2 separate regions of the Mus musculus genome follow, and region 1 is linked to region 2. The links are chromatin contacts, called in public promoter capture Hi-C maps. All regions are on one chromosome and are shown on one strand. The core of a region is the stretch at or near the end of the contact, and the rest is flanking DNA. Distances in the headings are between cores, read along the strand shown. Region 1 holds the start of Elmo3 (engulfment and cell motility 3). Region 2 holds the start of B3gnt9 (UDP-GlcNAc:betaGal beta-1,3-N-acetylglucosaminyltransferase 9).

Region 1 (5,677 bases), core at 1,315-3,814, 50 kb before region 2:
CCATCCTCCTGCCCCAGCCTGTTACTGACCCGACTGTATGCACTTGGTGCATGTCTGGAGAAGTAGAGCATATTGTCCAGGGCCAGCAGGCCGGGGGGCACACGCTCCAGGTCCTGGGCTGGGTTGCTGTTCTACAGACGAGAGGGCAGGCAGCTCAGGAAGGGGCCCGAGCCCTAGAATAACTGTAGCCTGGATGGAGGCTTGGGTGGAAACTAAGGTAGGGTAACTCACAGAGAAGCCTAACTTGCGGAACTCTCGGACACAGAGAGACCGGCGGCGGTCTGCACTGAGCCCTGTGCCCAAGGACTCCCCCTCTGGTTCAAAGGCTGCCTGGCGCAGAGCCTGCAGCTGGTCCCGCTGTTCCTGGAGGTCATGGTAAGGGGCATGTCAAGATCATAGATCCAAAGCAAAATTCTAGGTAGCCCTGCAGCCTTTGTCCCCTCGCACCTGGCTGTAGGGATCAAGTGGTGTCCGCATCCGTGGCTCCAGCAGCCCTAGGGTAAGAGCCTGCAGCACATACAAGTGATGAGCCATCTCGTCACCCATGGGTGTTGCACTGTGGATGATGTTCTGGAAGACAACAAGGCTTGGGTGAGACTCCCAGGGGAAGGAAGACTGGGGAGAGGGTCTCCTTGGCCTGGTCCATCCTACCTTGTAGATGAACTGGCGAAGATTCTTCTTCCATAGGTGGTCAAGCATTTCCTACAGTGGGTGAGAAGGGTTCAGATGATTTTTTGCTCTAAGTTGGAGCACAGCACACACTAGCTGCTGATCTTCATTTAGTCACCGTGGACTCGCCTTGCGTTCAGTGGGGCTGGCTCCCTGCAGCAGGGCCGTCAACAGAGCCATGGCCTTGGTTTGCAGCTGGTGGTTCATTCTACGGCAAGAGGAAGAACAGGCCCAGATCTCCACCTGGAGCCCAGCACTGCTTCCCCCCCCCCCCCCCCCGTTCACACAGTACCCTAGAGGCTTACACTTGCAGGTGCACCAGCAGCCTATCCAGTGGCACCTCACTCTTCACCAGCTGGCCCAGGGCAGGACTGCTCAAGGTCACACTCTCCAGCAGTCTCAGAGCCAGGGGCTGGACAGAGGCATCCATCAGGTTCATGTTCACATAAGATATCACCTATAAGGGATGGATAGAGGCTGTCATTGTCATTCATGAGGGCTAAATGCTGGTACTGCCCCATTGCCCCTGGACAAGGACACACCTTCCTGACAAAGGAGATGCTGAGTGTCTCCCAGGACACTACACCGTGTTCCATGAGCTCCAAGAAAGCCCTTAGACCAAGGGCCAGCATCTCCCCTAGGCTACAGAGAACATCTGGGGATGAGTAGGATCAGAGCAAGATTTCCAAGCCCTACCACGTCCTCCAGTCCACCTGGGCCCTGTGCTCACTCATCCCCATTTTCAATGATGGTGCTTAGTTTCTGAAGCCCATCACGACTGATGACCTCCTGGGCAAAGGTCATGTCTGAGGCCAGCAGGACCAGGTTTCTCAGGACTTCACAGCACCCTTCACGACTTGTATTCTGCAGTCTACCCAGTAGCTGCTGGGCCTTCAGATCCTGCCAGGAGCAGTAGAGGAAAGATGGATGTGGTTAGAGAATGTTACCCCTACAACTGGAGCTGTGATGGTCTGGGTGCCCACTAGGTAGGGCACTAAGGAGCTGGGGCCTCCGAACCAGCTGCAGAGGGGGAGGAAGGGAGAGGAGAGGGCTGAAGGGAACATTACTGGGGCAGTGCTGAGACACAGGATGCTTCCATTCTTGATCTCCAAGCGGTTCTGGAGGGAACAGCAGAAAGGAGCACAGTTAAGGAGGGCTCTGTGAAATAGTCACCCGGCTCATCCACTGGTGGGGTTGGGGTTGTCAGTACAAGAGCTCACATTCAGAGCAGGGAGAATGAAACCATGGAATCGAAACCAGGTGGGTTAAAGGGATCCTGAGGAATGTGGGGCTAGGAGGGGGGCTCACATTCTCTGTGATGTATTTCCTGTGCCCATCAGCAAACTGCAGGGCATAGTGCTCCGGATGAGTCAGGCTCCACCTGTGTTGGGGGGGGGGGGGCGGGCAGGAAGCTGCCAGGGACGTCCAGGAGCGCCTCTCCCACCTGCCCCTCCCCCACTTTGCCCAGGCTTGCGGCACAGCACTTACGCGTCACACACCTCCTTCAGTACAGTGGCCAGGGGCTTTGCCTGTAAGTGGAGTTGTCACTCAAGTTGCGACGGTAAAGAGTTGGGGTGAGGGACTTCTGGGAGGGGTGGGCTGGGCTGGCCAGAGGGAAAAGGAACAACCCAGAAGCGAGAGGCGGAGTTTGGACAGTCCCATTGACCTGGTCTAGCTGGATAAGCTGTGGGATGGCGTCAGACATCTGAACAGCAATCTTCACCACATTCCGCGGGGGCGCCATAGTCCAGCCGCGGTGGCCGCTGGCACTTGGCACTAATGTGCCACCTCCCGCCGAGAGTGCACCCGGTCTAGGGTCTAGGACTTGTAGCCTGCACTCACAGCCCAGGTTCCCACTCCTGATCGGGCTCCGAGGCCTTCCCAAAGGAGCCTGTTAGTTCCGGGTTAATCTCAGGGGTAGGAGGGTAAGACCCCGCCTGCCCTGCCCTGCTCCGCCCCGTAGAGGCCTGCCTGGCCCCGCCCCACACCAAGGTGCAGCAGGTAGAGGCTGTGGCAGCAGGCTTCCTACACAGCAGCCACACCTCCCATTCCAGTAAGGTGACCCACCCAGTCTCAGCAACAATCCAGCGTCCCAGGTAGGGGCCCCAAAGAACCAGATCAGAGATAGCCTTAGGCATGTCTTTATTCACTTGAATGCTGTACAAATATTACATTTCCTTTTGTTGAAAAAAGTATAAAAATAATCTTTATATAGGAATTCATTCGTTACTGTAAATCTTTCTAAATCTCTGCAATGGCTCTAAATGAGGGTAAGTGAATAAGTGGAAGTGAAGGGAGATGGGGGTGGGTGGGCAGGAGCTGGAGCCATTCTTAGGTACCAACCCTCCCAGACTCCTAGCTAGACACAGCAATTCCTTATTAACCCCCTCCACCATGACTGCCCAGAGATCCCAGGACTCTCAGGGAGCATCCGAGATGTCCAGAGGCTGCAGGGTGAGCAGGTGGGAAAGGAAAGGTGATGGTAGGCAACCACCCAGCACCACCCTCTCTCTGAACCTCCTTCATAGTGACTGGTAGGAACAAGGCAGAGGTGCCACTGAGGGGCAGCTGAGCCTGGCTGGGGAAGGCTCCATGTAGAGAGGGCTAAGCTCTCTGCCCAGCTATGCTAGCACAGTCACAAGTGCCAGTGCAAGACAGGAGAGCACAGCCCGAACTGAGCGACCAGAAAAGGCTGAGTAAGCCAAGAGTTGGGCTCTTGGGGTTAGGGTGGGGGTGGGGGGCAGTCCCTAGTTGGCTCCAGGCCCAGACAGTCTGGGTTGCAGCTGCACAGGACATGTCCCTGTCAGTCAGAGTTTGAGAACAGGAACATCAAAGAGATCACAGACACCTTCACTCTCGTCCAGGTTGTAGATGTAATCGTGGTCTCCGGGAGGTGGAGAAAGTCGGAGGAGGGGGGCAAACACTGCAGAAAGCATTAGGCTGAGGTCTTAGGCCAAGACCCCCAGCAGTCACCCACCCCCTTGCTCACAGCTACCCTTATCTTCCTGGGCTACCCACCTTCTGAAGACATCAGTTCTTCCAGCAGCTCGGAGCTCATGCACTCTGGGAATGAACACAATTCATTCAGATTCTGGCTCTTGCGCCTCCACCCACCAAAGCCCAGGAATGAGACCCCCACACAGGCCCATTAGGAACCTCACCCTTTTTCTGGGATACCCAGCAGATACCCTTAGAAGGGAACCCAGAACTCAAACTATGCTCCTTATGCCCTGCATCCAATCAAAAGGAGGAACACCGCCTACCTCTCGTGGGGTCGAAGATTTCTGACAGCTCTTTGGGGAGATCCAGAACTGAAAGAGAAGAAAGCCAAGCTCACAGGAAGCTCAGCTGAGTTCTACTATAGTTCAGCTTGCTTCACGTCGTACACCACTAGGCTCCAGGGCTCTACACATTCCTCAGGTTTTTATCCGCTGACCTACATTCTTCGATGCTGAGCCAAGGCTACCAAAGGTCTAGTGCAGGTGACACATCCAGCTATTCTCAGAGGCACTGTAGAACCCCCTTTCTGAGCCAGCAGTGCACATCTTGTCTTACACAAGATGGATGCCCTGTCTCACAACCACGTCTAATTCCAGCTCCAGGGGAATCCAACACTGCCCGTACACAACACAGCATTTACACATTTACACACACACACACACACACACACACACACACACACACACACACACGAAATGTTTTAAAGTTTCGGGGGGGGGGGGTAGACGACAATGAAATAAGGCATCAGGCACAAATGCTTGTCTGGAACACTGACATCCTAATGCCAATCCCTGGAACATCTTGGGGGCAGGAATGCACATGCATCACTCTCCATCCCCAGCGCTTCCTGTCGTTGCTGGCGACATGTCCTCATTCATGCTTAGCAAGCACTTTACCACTGAGCTGTATTTAAACACTGAGAAATACCAATCAGGACTGCATTGCTGAGTCATTCCATTTCTGAGAATAAAGAAAAGGATGGCTGGGCGGTGGTGGTGCACGCCTTTAATCCCAGCACTTGGGAGGCAGAGGCAGGCGGATTTCTGAGTTTGAGGCCAGCATGGTCTACAAAGTGAGTTCCAGGACAGCCAGAGCTACACAGAGAAACCCTGTCTTGAAAAAAAATCCACAAAAAAAAAAAAAGAAAGAAAGAAAGAAAGAAAAGGATGGTTTAATGGGTTAACAGGCAATAGACCATGCACGATATAATACCAACCTACCTGGCAATGTGGCAATGTGCCTCCTGGTACAGTAGTGGCGTAACTTATGAGGGCAACCAACCCCTTTCCTTGTCTTTAAGGCCAGCTCCACAGGAAGTAATTCCTACCAGACTGATACTGTAAACCTTGTCAAACACCATGGCTAGAGAGATTGTTGACCCTAGGGGGAACTTACTGCTGTTGCTTTGTTAAATGCACACATTACCAAACTGCCTCCTCAATTTTTATGCTTCTTTGTTGCTTAGAGAAAATGGCAGGAGTCAATGCAGAAACTCATAACTGATAAACTGCTGAGATTATGTTGGGCGCTCTGCCTAAAGTTCAGGGAATATTGCTAAAGAGAGTAAGAAAGATTGTACAAGCCACAGGATGGGGAAGAGCATTGTGAAAGACCATCTTCTGGATTTAACATGGTCACTGTACTCATGAACTCACAAGCCTCTATGGTTACCTACACAAGATCAAGCCATCCGACTAGCTGGGAAAGAGGGAGTCATTGTCTTTGGATCTGTGCATACATGTAGTGCTCACTAGAATGAGAACATGAGAATGGAAGAGGAAGGAAGTACTAGGAGGGCAAAGGGGGTCATTTTGTAAATGGTCAAAATATAGAGAGCTGGCTGTGGCACACATCTTTTAATCCCACAATCCCCGAGGCAGAGGCCAGCCTGGTCTACACAGCAAGTTCCAGGACAACCACAGCTACACAGAGACCCTGTCTCAGACAAAAAAAAAAAAAAAAAGCATAAATATATGAAATTACTGATAGGTAGATATAGATTAGATAA
Region 2 (5,607 bases), core at 1,322-3,821:
CCAAGGCCCTGAGGAAAGGTCTACCACTGAGCTACATCCTGGCTCTTGCTTTTTTGTTTTTTTGAGGCAATCTCACTGTGTAGCTCAGGCTGGCTTTGAACTCATGACTCTCCATCCAGATGCTTCTGACTCCCGAGTGCTGGGACTATAGATGTGTGCACCAAATGTGCTAGAAAGTCATCTACCGACCTGGTGGTGGCGGTGGCGGCACATCTATGATCCCAGCACTTACTTGGCAGGTGGTTCCCTATGAGGCCAGCCTGAGCTAATTAGTGAGTCCCAGGTTAGCCTGGCTAGGGTTCTGCTTCAGGCCCTTGTACCCACATGAACACACACACAATTAAAAAATCTTCAGGGGTTGGAGAGATGTTTCTTTCTTTTTTTTTTTCTTTCTTTTTCTTCTGTCTTTTAAGACAGGGTTTCTCTGTGTAGCTCTGGCTGTCCTGGACCTCACTTTGTAGACCAGGTTGGCCTCAAACTCAGAAATCCGCCTGCCTCTGCCCCCCCCCCGCCCCCCCCCCCCCCGAGTGCTGGGATTAAAGGCACGCACGCCACCACGCCCGGCTTTTTCTTCTGTTTTGTTTTGTTTTTCGAGACAGGGTTTTTCTGTGCAGTCCTGGCTGTCCTGGAACTCACTCTGTAGACCAGACCGGCCTTGAACTCAGAAATCTGCCTGCTTCTGCCTCCCAAGTGCTAGGATTAAGGTGTGCACCACCACCACCTGGCCTTGGGCTCTGTTTCCTAACTTCAAGTTAAACCTTTGTCTTCTTCGTGCTCTTCTGAGACTTCACTTTTTTGTCTTTTACTGCCTTCTACCCGGCACCCAAGCCTAATTTTAAAAAAGGATTTAGAAATGAAAAAAGAACAAGGGATGTGTACATAAAATGCCCCTTTCTGCCACACAGTTGCTGGGTGGAAAGTCCAGAGCAGCATAGAGACCAAGGAGTTCAGATCCTAACTCCCTGCCCCACCTCCTGACCCCATATACCACACCTGCACATCTGTGTGTGCATACGTGCACACCTATCCCCAAAGTTCCTCCTTCCGTGGCTGTTTAGAGACTCCAGAGTTTGACCCTGCCCCTTATTATGAGACAATGTCTTATGTAGCTCAGGTTGGCATCAAGTTCCCTGTGAAACCAGGGATGGCCCTGAACTTCTAACCCTCCTGAGTGCTGGGGTTACAGGCATGTACCACCGTGCCTACTTTATAGAACGCTCGAGCTTAAACTCGGGGCTTCTCACATGCTAGGTCTGCAACCGAGTCACACCCTCAGCCTTCCAGAGTTGGGATTTTATAACAAGGCCAGTGAGACACCTTTGGAGGCCTTTGGGCAGGAAGCCTGGAGAGGAGAGAGGCCAAGACAGAGATAGATAGAGAATGGGATGAATATCAACAGCTGCTTGGGAGGAAGAATGCAACAGGCCAGTGTCCTTGGCTGAGGACTAGGGCAAGCTGATGGCCAGGAGTCATATTTGCCAGTGGGATGAAGGCCTGGGGAGACCCTGATCACTCTATTCACTAAGAATGACTATCCTGGTGACTCTGGAGCTCAGCTGTCTCTATAGTTCCCCAATTGAGGAAACCAATCAAGAATGGAGCTGGAATACTAGTGTAGGCTTGTAATCCCAACACTTTGGGCGTCATTAGCTTGAGGCTATGCAGGGTACATAACACAGCTTATCCTCAGAACCCTAAAAGACTAGTGGGCAGGTAAGAGTGGGTGGTTTGGCCTGGATGACAAAGCAGCTCAGAGGTAGGAAAACCAGGGGATCTAGAAAACAGCCTACCTGGGCTCAATGGGCTCTTCTAGAAGCCTCCCGCAAACACCAATCCCTGACACCCCAAACTGTACTGCAGAGGCAACAGCATGGGCAGTTCTACCTCAAGGATGCTATGTTGGGGAGCAGGAACGGGCATGGAGTGACAGGAATGAAGAGCTTGTCTGGGAAATTACTGTAGGCAGAAGTGGTTCCATTTCCTGTATCCAGTGGATGAAGAGAACAAAGGAGCGCTGGGTGGGAGATTCCTGGGGGCAGTGCGTTCTGGCTGTGTCAACCTGGGGCAAGTCACTTAGCTCACTAAGTATTGGTCCTCTTTGGGTAGAGCTGCTGGTAAGTCTGCAGGAACAGAACTTGCTGTCTTGATTGTTCGGGTGTGTATGCTTGTGTTTACTGGTGGCAAGCAGGGCAGAGTTCGGAGGGCATCCCCCACGACCAGACCACCAGCGCGAGGAGTAAGGAGACAGCTTTATATTATTGGGGCAATTCGTGGCTCCTGCTTGGTGAACCAGGGCTGCTGAAAGAGATTTTCTGAAAGATGGCCCGGTATGGCGGCCAGAAGAGCTGAAAGTTAAAGCACTCAGGCTTAGGGGTTGGGGGCCTATCAGCTGTCTACTTCTTGAGCTTAGAAACTCGGAGTTCCAGCGTCCTATCAAAAATACTAGGCTTTCTCAGCAAGAGTCTCCCGTGAGAGGCCCTCTCAGGGACCAGCCCACAGTCAGAGATGGCACTCCCTGCACCAAGGCGGAGCTGAGCTCCAGATGTCGGGGCGTACACAGCTGGAGGATCACGTGGCACGGCCTCAGCCCCCTTCCTGCCAACGCTGCATTTGGCTCAAGCCGGGGTCATGGCTGCCCTTGGGACCCTGAACTGACAGTTTCAGGGGTTGTCACCCCTCCCCCGCGGTCAAGCGTGAGTGCTGGGGTCCTAAGGACCAAGGTCAGAGGCGGGGAGGGGGAAAGGTAGAAGGGACCCAGCTTTGATGCACTGGATGGGTGGGTAAGGGGGCGGTAGGGGAGAGGCCTGCGTCACCCTGTCCAGACTTTGGCATCCTTTCTGGGCTGGAGCTGAGGTTAGAAGCTGAACTTTTTGTCCCTTAGGCTGCTGCGGTGGGGGCAGGGGCAGGGACGGAGGTCGACAGAGTGGATGAAGGAAGGATAGAGGGCCCTGTGAAGGGCGGGGCTGGACATGAGGAGGAGGAGGAGGCCGCGCCTTTGCCCAGACGCGTGGCTTACGCTGCTGCTCAGCGCCGCCCTCGGACTCCTGCTCTACGCGCAGCGCGACGTGGCATCCCCCACGACCAGACCACCAGCGCGAGGACCCCAGCTCCCGCGGCCCACTCCTAGCCTCCGAGCACGCGAGCTCCCTAACACCGCCCGCGCGGCCCCGCTGGCCTACGAGGGGGACACTCCGGTGCCGCCCACACCTACGGACCCCTTTGACTTCGGCGGGTATCTGCGCGCCAAGGACCAACGGCGCTTCCCGCTGCTCATTAACCAGCGTCGCAAATGCCGCAGCGACGGCGCATCCGGCGGTTCGCCGGACCTGCTCATCGCTGTCAAGTCTGTGGCTGCGGACTTTGAGCGGCGGGAAGCCGTTCGCCAGACTTGGGGAGCCGAGGGTCGCGTGCAGGGGGCACTCGTGCGCCGAGTGTTCTTGTTGGGCGTGCCCAAGGGGGCGGGCTCTGGCGGGGCAGGCACCCGTTCGCACTGGCGCACCCTGCTGGAGGCGGAGAGCCGAGCTTATGCAGACATTCTGCTCTGGGCTTTCGAAGACACCTTTTTCAATCTAACGCTGAAGGAGATTCACTTTCTATCTTGGGCCTCAGCATTCTGTCCAGATGTACACTTTGTTTTTAAGGGCGATGCAGATGTGTTCGTGCACGTGAGGAACCTGCTGCAGTTTCTGGAGCTCCGGGATCCCGCACAGGACCTTCTTGCGGGTGATGTGATTGTGCAGGCAAGGCCAATCCGAGCTAGAGCCAGCAAGTACTTCATTCCCCGGGCTGTGTATGGACTGCCCGTTTACCCTGCCTACGCAGGTGGCGGCGGCTTTGTTCTTTCGGGAGCCACGCTCCGCCGCCTAGCTGATGCTTGCTCACAAGTTGAGCTCTTTCCCATAGACGATGTCTTTCTAGGCATGTGTTTGCAGCGCTTGCGGCTCACACCAGAGCCTCATCCAGCGTTTCGCACCTTTGGCATCTCCCAGCCTTCAGCTGCACCTCATCTTCGAACCTTTGACCCCTGTTTCTACCGAGAACTGGTGGTAGTACATGGGCTGTCTGCAGCTGACATCTGGCTTATGTGGCGCTTGTTGCATGGGCCTCAGGGCCCAGTCTGTGCACATCCGCAGCCTGTGGCAACAGGTCCCTTCCAATGGAATTCTTAGTTATCTCTCACGGTATCAAACTTCTCTTACTCAGCTGCAGGACAGAACATGAAAGAACCCAAAGGGGTTTTCCATGTGGGTTTATGGTGTACATGACTTTTCTCCAGATCACTCACTGAGAGAGCTAGGGCTGGGATGAAACAAACACAAGTGGATATACCCATAGCCAGGCCTCAGCCCTCGTGGACCTGGCAGGCATTTTCGTATAGTTACTAGCTTCCTTCCTTCTCTCATTGGATTCCCAGTGGCCATATCTTATCTGTTCCCTTTGAGGTCTGGTGTTAGAGCTAACTAAGCCCTTCAGGTCGAGGTTTGCCTGTAGCATGTGGGGCGGGGCCATCATGTGTCACCGTCTTGCCCACTATACACACACACACAAAACCATGCCAGTGTACTTCTGAAGGGTGACCCATCCCCCTCCCGGAAGGAGTCCTAAGATTCCTCCACTATAAGATTGCTCATATTCTTCAACTCCAGCTTCAAGGAAATCAACAGCTCACATTTTAGTACAAACAGCCCAGTGGCAGCACATGGCACGCTGTCACTGTGGGCATAGGTGCTTTATTGGAAGGGGGACGAGGAAGTCTCCTCTGATCACGAGGATGGGAAGAGTCCTGGCTACCCTGACAGTGGGATGTGCAGGGTCTCTGGCCAGACGAAGGTCCAAATGGGAAGACACCTGTCAAATCAGTCATGGGAGTGCCACACAGGCCTGGCTGTAGGCCCAGGAACCATACAGACAGCTGGGGCAGGTCCCCTGCACATTCATCATGAACTATACAAGATGAGGCTGTACATGAGTTAATTACAAAAGTCATTATTTACAAAAATCTGTACACACATTTGAAAAACTCACAAAATTGTCATCTATGTATCACAAGTTGCTAGACCAAAATATTAAAAATGGGATAAAATTATATGTTTCTCTTCTCAATTCTTTTCAAAAGGATTACTATTTTAAAGCACATATATGCTACTTCCCATTAGCAAGACCCATGTAAGAAACCAAGCAGCCTAGTGTTCCTTGAGCCTCTAGGCCTCAAACCAAGTAGCCAGGCCAGGCCAGGCCAGTGCCCAGAACTAGGGCAAGGAGCTGGCCCACAGTGCATAACAGAATGCTGTAATGTAACAAAAGGAGGAAGGTGTCTTTGGCTAACACTTTGGCATTAAATAAAAGAGGCAAACAAGATGGAGACATGCAGCCCTGTCAGCCAGGTTGGACCAAGAGACACAGGTGACCTTAAAGGCTGGCTCCCAGAGCAGCAGTGGGAACCAGGCCTGGTACATACCTGGTAGGAAACGATTTCATCCACTTAGGTGCCACCTGGGCACGGCAAGGAGCACTCACAGGAGAAGCAGGGAAGGGCAGTGGGCCACACCAGCCACAGCCAGCTCATCAAGTCACTAAAGTGGATGGAGTGCAAATATTGCAACCAAG

What was found. Capture Hi-C pulls out chosen DNA fragments and counts their contacts.
Region 1: a promoter capture Hi-C map of pancreatic islet shows a contact between it and region 2. The contact joins the promoter of Elmo3 here to the promoter of B3gnt9 in region 2. A contact is called at or near these places in 12 of 39 promoter capture datasets (the 3T3-L1 cell line, 3T3-L1-derived adipocytes, the HPC-7 cell line and 8 more), 4 of 15 datasets of contacts at CTCF or cohesin (CD8 T cells, the NIH/3T3 cell line, embryonic stem cells and 1 more), 92 of 484 Hi-C or Micro-C datasets (B cells, CD4 T cells, CD8 T cells and 54 more), 14 of 115 datasets of contacts at active chromatin or transcription factors (CD8 T cells, the SCID.adh cell line, astrocytes and 7 more) and 4 of 9 other capture datasets (adipose tissue, liver, macrophages and 1 more).

Annotation. Positions count from the first base shown.
Region 1 is chr8:105,302,488-105,308,164 of GRCm38.p6, reverse strand. Elmo3 (engulfment and cell motility 3) reads right to left here and starts at 2,564. Exons shown (of 20, transcript NM_172760.3): 1 at 2,336-2,564; 2 at 2,158-2,198; 3 at 1,978-2,050; 4 at 1,737-1,787; 5 at 1,400-1,569; 6 at 1,212-1,311; 7 at 975-1,126; 8 at 799-877; 9 at 652-702; 10 at 448-570; 11 at 232-363; 12 at 30-131. The coding sequence starts at 2,413. E2f4 (E2F transcription factor 4) reads right to left here. Exons shown (of 10, transcript NM_148952.1): 8 at 3,933-3,980; 9 at 3,688-3,732; 10 at 2,795-3,592. The coding sequence ends at 3,477.
Region 2 is chr8:105,252,117-105,257,723 of GRCm38.p6, reverse strand. B3gnt9 (UDP-GlcNAc:betaGal beta-1,3-N-acetylglucosaminyltransferase 9) reads left to right here and starts at 2,571. Exons shown (of 2, transcript NM_178879.4): 1 at 2,571-2,693; 2 at 2,882-5,086. The coding sequence starts at 2,970. The coding sequence ends at 4,169. D230025D16Rik (RIKEN cDNA D230025D16 gene) reads right to left here. Exons shown (of 16, transcript NM_145604.3): 16 at 4,671-5,607.